Linked DNA regions of Mus musculus: regions 1 and 3 are each linked to region 2. The links are chromatin contacts, called in public HiChIP or PLAC-seq maps. All regions are on one chromosome and are shown on one strand. The core of a region is the stretch at or near the end of the contact, and the rest is flanking DNA. Distances in the headings are between cores, read along the strand shown. Region 1 overlaps Afap1 (actin filament associated protein 1). Region 2 overlaps Sorcs2 (sortilin-related VPS10 domain containing receptor 2). Region 3 overlaps Sorcs2 (sortilin-related VPS10 domain containing receptor 2).

The links. HiChIP or PLAC-seq counts read pairs in DNA pulled down with a chosen protein or histone mark.
Region 1: an H3K27ac HiChIP or PLAC-seq map of large pre-B cells shows a contact between it and region 2, with 4 times the contacts expected there. The contact joins two enhancer-like sites. A contact is called at or near these places in 2 of 484 Hi-C or Micro-C datasets (cortical neurons and embryonic stem cells), 2 of 115 datasets of contacts at active chromatin or transcription factors (double positive thymocytes and large pre-B cells) and 1 of 9 other capture datasets (adipose tissue).
Region 3: a FOXA1 HiChIP or PLAC-seq map of pancreatic cancer cells shows a contact between it and region 2. The contact joins two enhancer-like sites. A contact is called at or near these places in 2 of 484 Hi-C or Micro-C datasets (muscle stem cells and pre-B cells) and 3 of 115 datasets of contacts at active chromatin or transcription factors (heart atrium, large pre-B cells and pancreatic cancer cells).

The regions. Positions count from the first base shown.
Region 1 is chr5:35,972,246-35,975,379 of GRCm38.p6, forward strand. Afap1 (actin filament associated protein 1) reads left to right here. Exons shown (of 17, transcript NM_027373.2): 10 at 2,143-2,354. Among named protein-coding and RNA genes, the nearest start is that of Afap1, 80 kb to the left of the region's middle. Within about 2 kb of position 1,771, at least 113 of the 459 cell types and tissues checked have an H3K27ac peak or open chromatin away from gene starts, as enhancers often do. A contact at or near this core is called in double positive thymocytes, where this site is marked.
Region 2 is chr5:36,372,239-36,375,598 of GRCm38.p6, forward strand. All of the region lies in intron 1 of Sorcs2 (sortilin-related VPS10 domain containing receptor 2), which reads right to left. Among named protein-coding and RNA genes, the nearest start is that of Sorcs2, 24 kb to the right of the region's middle. Within about 2 kb of position 1,268, at least 116 of the 459 cell types and tissues checked have an H3K27ac peak or open chromatin away from gene starts, as enhancers often do. A contact at or near this core is called in double positive thymocytes, muscle stem cells and pancreatic cancer cells, where this site is marked.
Region 3 is chr5:36,073,274-36,076,639 of GRCm38.p6, forward strand. All of the region lies in intron 4 of Sorcs2 (sortilin-related VPS10 domain containing receptor 2), which reads right to left. Among named protein-coding and RNA genes, the nearest start is that of Gm52811, 10 kb to the right of the region's middle. Within about 2 kb of position 2,033, at least 71 of the 459 cell types and tissues checked have an H3K27ac peak or open chromatin away from gene starts, as enhancers often do. A contact at or near this core is called in muscle stem cells and pancreatic cancer cells, where this site is marked.

The sequences.
Region 1 (3,134 bases), core at 521-3,020, 400 kb before region 2:
CCAAGAATGTATTAAAATATGGTAATGTCCCATGAAGTCATGCTTTAACTTAAGGGAGGACCTGTCTCATGCAATCATCCTTCTATGGCTGAAATGTTGGGAAAGCGGCAGCATCTGATGACTGTGGGCAGACTCCATCCGGAGTGAGGAGCGAGGAGTGGGCTGGTGCTGCTGTCAGTTCTGTCCAGGCTGGCGTCTGAGACTATCTGCTTGAGGCTCTCTACAGTGCGGTCACTGGAGGGTCTTGTGCCACTAGATCTCTAATCCTTGCTTAGGCCCAGTCACAGACAACTCAGCCGACTCACACACGATGCATCTTTTCCCTATCTGGCAGCTTCATGAAGCCCATATGCCCTAGAGTTCAGAGCTTTTTTTGTTTTTAAAGGCAAGGTCATCATGTGTCATACAGATTCATCTTGAACTCATGTCCTGCATCCAACTTCCCGAGTACTGAAAATATATGTTACCACACTGGTTAGTTTTTTGTTTGTTTGTTTGTTTCTGGTTTTGGTTGTTGTTGAGACAGGGTCTTATTATATAGCCCAGGTTGGCTTTGAACTCATGATCTCTCTGAGCCTCCCTGCTGCATGCTGGGCTCACAGGCATGTGCCTCCACTCCCCGTCCAGAGTGGCTCTGTAACAGTGGCTAAAGAGCCCATGCACATGTGATCCATGTCTCCAGAATAGATCAAGTTACTTCAGGCCTTCCTGCCATCCTGTTTGTGGGCGTGCGCTCAGAAAACACTTAGGCTCTGTTGATACAGGTGACGTCTACTCAGAGAGGTCTAGTGCCTGGCTCTCTGCGTGATTGATTGCTGTTGATAGCCTTCAAAACAGTTCTAGTAAGATGTTCGTCTGACTGCGTTTTAAAGCAGGGCTTTCCTTCTTCCTTTTAAAACAGTAATGAATCAGAACAGTCCCATCTATACATTAAAAGCCTTTAAAAAGAATAATATCATTTAGCTGCGGTTTCTCAAGCGAAACCTGCAGCTGTACTGGGAACAATCCCCCTTATCTGTCTTTGATTTTATGTAGGCATCAGGTCTGGCTATGGCCTCTGGTAGGGCACCCCACATCTGAAGATGCCTTCCTTCTCCTTCCTAGATGGCCCTTGAAGAAAAATGTCTAGAAGCTGCCTGAACACAAGAGTCCCCTTTTCTGGTGCTCACAGGCTTCTGTCTTGGTGTCTGTGACATCAGAGATTCTTCGCCTCACGAGGCAAGAGATGCATGTTAGAGTGTTAAGAGTGTGTGGACTCAGGAGGCCCCCAGCCAGAGAAGGACTCACATTTTGCATATGTGGGTACTCACTGGGAATATATCTTGAAGAAAAACTCATCAGAGGTGTGCAAACCTTCATCTGAGCACTGAGGGTCTGAGTACGTATGTGTGCAAGACCTGGAAGAAGCTGAGCGACACCTAGCCTTCTCCACTATCCTCCTTTTTACCCGCTGGCCACCCTTTCCCTGTCTAATCCTTTCTTAGTCTCGGAGAGATGGTGTGCGCACAGTGGGACAGTTGGAGGCCATAGTAGGACAACTGCCACAGATGCCACAGTCAGCTTTCATCTGGGTTAGTCTCTCCAGGAGATGAAACTCTGGCTTCCCCAAGCAGGGATGGGACATAGAGACCAGGAGGAGGCCTTGGGCTGTGGGTGGGGAGCTCATACCAGCCACGTTCCGTCATTTGCTGGAACATATCCAGCGCTGGGGAGTTTACCACTCCCCGGGCCTCCCACTTCCTGGAGAGTTTTCATCTTCTGATACTTTTATTTCTGTCTCCCGTGCTCTGCTTACAGCGTTTGCAGCTGGGTCGTCTTGCATGTGATTTCTCTTCCGTTATGTGCAGGCAGCTGTCAGCCCCTCCTCGCCACCCCATGTCCACTGTCACTGTCTCAAGGCGGTTTCCTGGTTCCCGTGTAGACACCAAGGAGATGAAACTGGTCCTGATACCGTGCAGTGGGTTCTGTCCGGGGAAGAGCCTCCAGGTCCCGTTGAAAGGCAGCTGTGTAATAATGACTCTTATCTCTTTATGAGCATTTAAAACCTGGATGTGAGCGTGTGTTTCGTGCACTCTGTAAAAGACCACAGACAAGGGACGTGGCTTCCTCGGGAGCCTGAGCTGTGGCATCCTCTCCTTGCAGGCTACCTGAATGTGCTCTCTAACAGCCGCTGGCGGGAGCGCTGGTGCAGAGTGAAGGACAGCAAACTCATTCTCCACAAGGACAGGGCTGACCTGAAGACCCACCTCGTCTCCATCCCCCTCCGTGGCTGCGAGGTGATCCCGGGCCTGGATTCTAAGCACCCGTTGACCTTCCGGCTGCTTCGAAACGGACAGGAGGTGGCTGTTCTAGAGGTATGGGCTTCCCTGGGGCTGCTATCCAGAGAGGTGTACACAGATTCTGTCAACAGCATGATTAGGTCTTCTGCAGAAGACCCTAGCTCCCTGTAGGGACTGATTTTGATCCAGCCCCTTCCCTCCCTTGGCTAATTCTGTTTTACGTTGTCTTCAGGGTTTCTCTTTTGGAGAGTCATGGATGATACAGGCTTCCAAGAGCATCATGCATGACAACTTTGCTTGCCACAGCTAAATGCCTAGCTCCAAATAACAGGCCACCTTTTCTCTTCTTTCTTTCTTTCTTTCTTTCTTTCTTTCTTTCTTTCTTTCTTCCTTCCTTCCTTCCTTCCTTCCTTCCTTCCTTCCTTCCTTCCTTCCTTCCTTTCTTTCTTTCTTTCTTTCTTTCTTTCTTTCTTTCTGATTTATTTATTTTTATTTATTTATTATATGTAAGTACACTGTAGCTGTCTTCAGACACTTTTTCTTCTCACTCTGGCCCTGCTTGCTCCCTATAGCTGACTTCTGACACCCCAGAAGAGGGCATCAGATTTCATTATGGATGGTTGTGAGCCATCATGTGGTTGCTGGGATTTGAACTCACCACCTTAACCACCTTAACCGTTAACCGTTGAGCCCACTTTTTCAAAGTGCCTAGGCAGGCAATACCTTGTGGGGGAAAAAAAATCTCCATTAAAATACTTCTTCTAAGCATAGGCTACTCAGGTACATAGGACTGTTTCCTTCGCTTGTCCTTTGGAAAGCTCTCCACATGTTAGGGCCCCTGACACCCTGTGGTAG
Region 2 (3,360 bases), core at 18-2,517:
TCTCTCTCTCTCTCTCTCTCTCTCTATATATATATATATATATATATATATATATGCCTTCATCTTGTGAATAACATGTAAACTCTCAGCTACTGCTCTAATACCATGCCTGCATCCCTGCCTGCCTCCCTGCAGCTACGCTTACCACCATGACAGTCATGGATTCTACCTCTGAAACTGTAAGCAAGCCCCCAGTTAAATGCTTCCTAAGTTGCCTTGGTGACAGTGTCTCTTCACAGCAATAGGAAAGTAACTAAGACAACAAGAAGAAACTGTTGAGAAAGACTCAGCTTTCTCCCCCATATTCAAAGGCTGAAGCTAACTCCAGGACTCCAGAACTAACCCGAGCCTTTACAGAGATCTTGAGTACAGGTCACTAGGTATGCCAACGTCCAGTGACCGGCATCTTCATAAGAGTTTAGGCACAGAGCCACACAGGGATGATGCTGTGAGGACCCAGGGAGAAGATGCTACCTGGAAACCAAGAAGAGAGGCCTTGGGAGGAGCTTAGCCTGTGTCAGCTTTATCTCAGAATTCAGCCTCAGTCTATGAACACAGAGAGGTGACATCGAGGAAGGAGAGGACATATGAGGCTTGTTCCCCAGCCCTACAGTCTCCCTGCAGCGAGAGGTCCCAGGGTCCTCCTCCATGACTATGTAGAAAATCCCAAGGACCCCTGCCACCACCCTAACTGACCCATCTTTCACCTCCTGCCTTCTCACCATGTAGGGTAGAGGTCACTTTTCTAGAGAATCTGAGGAAAAAAACTTGACACACTCACCTCCATCACACAGTGGGGTGCACAGCCAAGGAGCATATAAGCGCCAGGCCTTGGGGACATCTTCAATGGAAAAGGGGGTGGATTCAGGATTGAGGTTGCTCTTGTCTAGTGTGAAGGGCCAAACGTACAGCTAAGGTCTGGTTGCCTCCAGGTGCTAAACAGGAATGCTCAATTTCTACGCCTAAGCAAGTGTGGGGCGCGTACGAAGTGAAGTGACACCCTTCACCTCAACCCATGAATCACACACACACACACACACACACACACACACACTCAGCTAGACCTCTGCAACACAGTGACAGGACCAGCTGGAGTGCAAGGGGGGATGAAACAAAAGCGAGCCCCACCCAGAAGTTCCTGGAAATCCTCCAAACCATGGCCCAGAGAGGAAGCCTGAACTTGGGGCCAGTCTCTTGCCCTCCCTGTGTGCTGTGGCCCATGGCAGCTCCACCCTGCAACCCTCAGTCTCTCTGCGTCTTAACCAGAGCCATGACTCGTGGGGACAGATGGCCTCTGGATTAGTGGGTCTCAGGGGAAGGGGCCCCTGCATTTCGTTATCTGCAAGGCATCTAGCAGGCTGTCTCTGGGTCTCCAGAAATGCCTGCGTCCTCCACCTGTTAGTAATAAATCCCCTTCATAAATTTCCACACCAGGCAACCCTCAACGAGACTTAACCCTTGAGCGAACAGGGCTGTTCTAGCTGGCGCCTGGGGAATGGTTGCAAGTCCCCACCACATCCTGCTCTGGTTCTGAGGGCTGGAAGGACATTCGGAAGCTGCGGGGTCAGGCTTGGGGCAGACTCTCGGTCACACAGAGGTCAGGGATGCTGTCATCTCAGGGGCCTTGAGCTGAGGAGGCTGTTTGAGGTTCTGATACACTTTCTCACTATGGTGGTGTTCAGGTGAGGCCCCAAATTCTGTGGTATTACTCCACAGGAGAGGGAACAGCACGTGCATTACCTTGAAGCTAGACAAGTATCTGAAAATGGAGGTGACTCCTACTGATTTCTAAGGCTGGGGCCTAGAAGGCTCCTGACACACAAAGAGGGAATGAAGGCATGTGGGTCAAGGCAGAGAACCGGGATAGAGGGGCCACAGCAGAAAGCCATGGCAGAGAAACAGAGAGACGTAGCAGAGAGTCATGAAGAGATCTTATAAAAGAGAGCCGCAGCAGAAACCCAGGGTGGACAGCCTGCGGGGTGGGAGGGAACAAGAATCATCTTCGCCACTGCAGCTCCTCTGTAGCCCCTCCCACTGACCCAGGAGTCCGGGGTGCCCTGCCACTGTGCCTGTTGTTGCCACACCAGCTCTGCTCTCTGCCCATTCTCCTTTGCCCATGTCCCTCAGCAAGTGGCCCCTCCCCACCACCCTTTGGCTTCACCTCATTGCCTCTCTTCTGACGCTTCATAGAGACTTTACCACTGAAATCCTCTCACCTCGGGTACAGCCCAAGAACTTGGGGACAGCTGCGATCCCCCCACAACAGTGACTTAGGAGCATTCCCCTGCCTCAGCCTGTTACAGACCCCCCCCCCACACACACACACACCTTCTTCAGGCTAAAGCAACCACCAGTCTACTTCCTGTCTCCTTCTATCCCCACCCCCACCCCCTCACCCCCCACCCCCGCACACGCTCGGTACTCATTTCATAAGGAGGAAATCAAACAATATGCGGCCTGCTGTGACTCGGCTCTCTCGGGGTGCAGCCACGTTTTACAACATGTTTGTACTTTGTTCCAAATAATAGTCTATTGTATGGATATACCACATTTCGTTTACCCAACACATCTGCAGCTGGACAGCAGAGTCCAGCTGCCAGCTCTGGGCTATTAAAGTATGAGAGAGAATTCAGGTGCGAGTCACAATGTGGGCACGAGCTTCACAGTCTGCTTCAGAGGGAGCCGTGTTTCGTCTCCCCAGTGGGACACACGCATCCCAGCCTCTGGCTCTGAAACACTCCCACCCCAGCCATCCTAACTGCTCAAGAGCCTCCAGGTCGTTATCTAGATTTTTTTTTTAAAGAATTTTTTTAAACTTATTTTATGTATGAGTACACTGTAGCTGTCTTCAGACACACCAGACTAGGGTATCAGATCTCATTCCAGATGGTTGTGAGCCACCATGTGGTTGCTGGGAATTGAACTCAGGACCTCTGGAAGAGAAGTCAGTGCTCTTAACCGCTGAGCCATCTCTCCAGCTCTATCTAGATTTTTTTGTAACACAGTGGTGACTGGGTTTTTATGTCATTGTCTGTAGGTCTGTGGTAGCACTACTCAGTAAGGGACCAAGCCCTCTGCTGAGGCAGGATTGGCCCTGTCTGCGTGGCTACCTCTTGCCAGACTTTTAGAAAGGACTCAGAAAGTTGGGGTTTAATATCACTTATCCTGAAAGGCTTCATGAGTCTCCCCTTCCAGGAAGCTGCTGGCTCTCTTCTGGATGAAACTGTCCTTGACGCACCAGCTTTTCCAACTTCAACTGTGCTCTGTCTTCCTAGTGTTGTGTAAGCCCACACCAGCCCAGCACAGTCTCCTGGTGTGTTTCAGCTTTGTGCTGTATCATTTATATTGCAAGCAGTACTC
Region 3 (3,366 bases), core at 783-3,282, 300 kb before region 2:
AAGCAAGGAAGTTTCCCTCGTTTGGATGACTGCTGGACAGGCAAGGTACTCTTGTGCCCTGTGAAGTCCCTGGACTTGTACCTGGCATAACCCAAGGCTCAATAACTTGCAAGGTTCATGGCTCAGCTTGGCTGTGATCTATGTCAAATGCTGTCTCATTTGAAAGCCCAAACAGAAAGCCCATACACACTCAAACCTACGCAGACACACACACTCATATACCTACAGACTCTCACACTCATGTACATACATGACCACAGACACCACCATTAGAATTAGTAGAAAGCTGAGCACTTTCAATAGTGATGCCACCAGAGCTCAGAGCAAAGCTGCTGATATGCACCCTCTAGAGCTGATCTTCCACCTTGCCACAGGCTACCTCTATGTAGATTTTTCTACTTTTACAAGATGAGGGAACTAAGATTCAAAGAGGTAATACATCACTCAGTATCACACAGCATTTGCACATAAGGAGCAATTCTCATTTCATTGACCTAAGTTCACAGTACAATGTCAGTGGTAAAACAGTGTCCCCTAGTGAATGGCTGGCCATCTCTGACCCTATCTCTGGGTCATCTGAATGATGGGGGCAAGCTCTTTTCCATCTCATGAATCAGTTTATACATCTGTAAATTGGGAGAGCTCACACCCACAGCCAGTCAAGAAGAAAAACATTTAAGGGTCTAGTGGCAACATCTTTTGCATTAATGGGGGCATTACCACTGTTATCCCCACCAATGTGCTGGTGTTTATTATACCCATCCAAGAGCTTTATGGAGCCTTTCCAATTCATTCTCATGGGGGGGGGAGGTGATTTTACTATCTGTCATCAATTCTGCAGAAATAGAACACTTCTGCTTAATAAAAGATAAACGTTGAAAATAAACAAGAGCCAACACTGGAGGGATAGCTGAGTAGCTAAAATCTACATAAAGGTAGCCTGTGGCAGGGTGGAAGATCAGCTCCAGAGGGTGCATATCAGGAGATTGGTGGAATGTACTTTAAGGCATTGCTTCTCTGAGAAAGGGTAAGAAAATTCAGCCAAGGCAAGGAGAAGGTGACATTATGGGAAAGTGCACCAAGGAGTACATATAAGTGACCCTCATATGGGACCAGAGGGCCAGCAGCTTTGCTCTGAGCTCTGGTGGCATCACTGTTGAAAGTGCTCAGCTTTCATTCTCCCTTGCTCAGAATGCCTTGTCTTCATAGGTGGAACACTAATGCCTGCCATTGCACTGACTCTCTTGCAGCTAGACTATTGGGTCAGAGTAGGAATGTGTTCACAGGGTTTAGAAAGTCAAATCGAGATGAGGTGTTTCCTTCTCTCCTTGGGGTACATCCTCTGTCTCAGGGAGCATGCTTAACTCTGGAGTGCAGAGGGAAATATACATTCTGCTTTTTACATAGGTGCTGGGGATATGAACTCGGGTTCTCATGCTTGTACAAAATGCAATTGCAGACTGAGCCATTTCCCCAGACCCAGAAGTATTTCTTGACTGGAAGAGAGGAAAAGAGGGAAACAAAGCAAAACAAAGTGAATCTGACCTTATCTTAGAAATAAGTACCCCAGCCAGAAAGCAGGTCTACAGTTCTGGCCCAGGGAGATAAGGCTGTGGGTGATAAGAAAGTATTCCCAAGAGATCTGGGTAGAAAGGACGAACAGGTCTTGGGAGGCTTAGGACCTTGCTAAGACTTGGGAGGAACACATATTGGGTATCACCCAAAAATTCTGTAGGTACAGTAAGGTACCTCAGATTGTGTCCCAAATCATGACATAGTGAGGAAGGAACAGCGGAAGGCAGGATACTCCCAAGTGAGGCAGAGCCTTTGTTAGAGCAAGGGCAGGCATCCTGGAAGAGGAAGGAGAGGTGGGTGAGGGGATGGCAGAGCAGGGGAAAGGAGTCTGGGACTGAGTGGCCAGCTCACTCCTGTTCATAGGCTGTTTGTGCCTACTTGGGGCCTCTGGACCTGGTGTATGACTGTCTGGTCAAAGTTGAAGCTGGTCAAGTTTCTGTTTTGTTCCACCCAATGTGGTGAGACCAGCATACTTCCCAGATGAGAGCCACATGGAATCCTGGACACTCCTAGCCAGGAACCACACCCAGAACATTCCAGAAAAGCCTGGCATAGCCCCAGCTACCTAAGGACCTAGGACCAATGCCCAGTGTACTGCTCTGAGCCAGAGTGCTTAGCAGTGTGTGCCTTTCAGCAGTGTCCAGACGCCTGGCTAACAGCAAGCCTGTAGATTTGTAGAGTCAGAGCTGGCCTGATTCCACTTCAGACACAGCTTCTTGGGCATCTAAGCATTGACAGACCACCAAGCCCCCACAAAACTCAAGACGGCCATCACTTACTAATTTCCCCAAATCCCTAGTTCCTTTTATAACAGCAATTAAACCTTTTTTTCCTCTCCTTTCTTTCCTTGTCATCACAGAAAAGAGCCAAGGAAAATAACCAAGGTTTTCAGCTCCATTAATTTTTCAGGGCACCATAAATTAAGGAGCAATTGCAACACAGTCAATTTCTTCAGGAAAATAACTCGCCGTAGCTGCGCTTTGGTCTAATTACATGGAAGGCTAAGTACTGCTATTAATACCCATAAGGGTGTGCAGCCCTGAGGGAAAGAGGTAGGAATAGACAGGCAGCCATAGGCCAGGGACACTAGACAATATGTGTTAGACCTTGGCAAGAAGGCTGGGCTCTGGGGAAAGCTGGCCTTGGCCATCACCAAGGGTTCCACTTGGGGTTCTCTTACCTGGCTGACCCCTGTTAGTAGGAATTTGTCATTGATCCATATGTTCATTCATTTAACCAACTTCAATCGATCCATTCATCCATCCATCCACTTATTTACTCACCATCTATCTCCCGCCCACATATCCATCCACCATCCTACTCAGCCAGGCATCTTTCCACTACCCCACATTCCTATGTACTAATCTGTTTGCTCATCTGGCTCCACCCCTGAACTCATCCATCTATTCATTATATATATATCACAGTCTATCCAAATCTATTCATCCATCCATCCATCCATCCATAATCTACCTATGGTGGTTTAAATAGGTATGGCCCCCAAAGACTTATGTGTTTGAATGCTTAGCCATAGAGAATATCTCTATTAGGAGGTGTGGCCTGGTTGGAGGAAATGTGTCACTGTGGGGTGGGCTTTGAGGTTTCCTATGCTCAAACTGTGCACACAGTGTGGCACACAGTCTCTGTCTGTTGCCTGCAGATTAAGATGAAGAACTCTCGGCTCCTCCATTACCATGTCTGCTGTGCACTGCTATGCTTCCCTCCATGGTGATAATAAACTGAACCTCTGAAACTGTATGTCAGTACTAATTAAATGCTCTCCTTAATAAG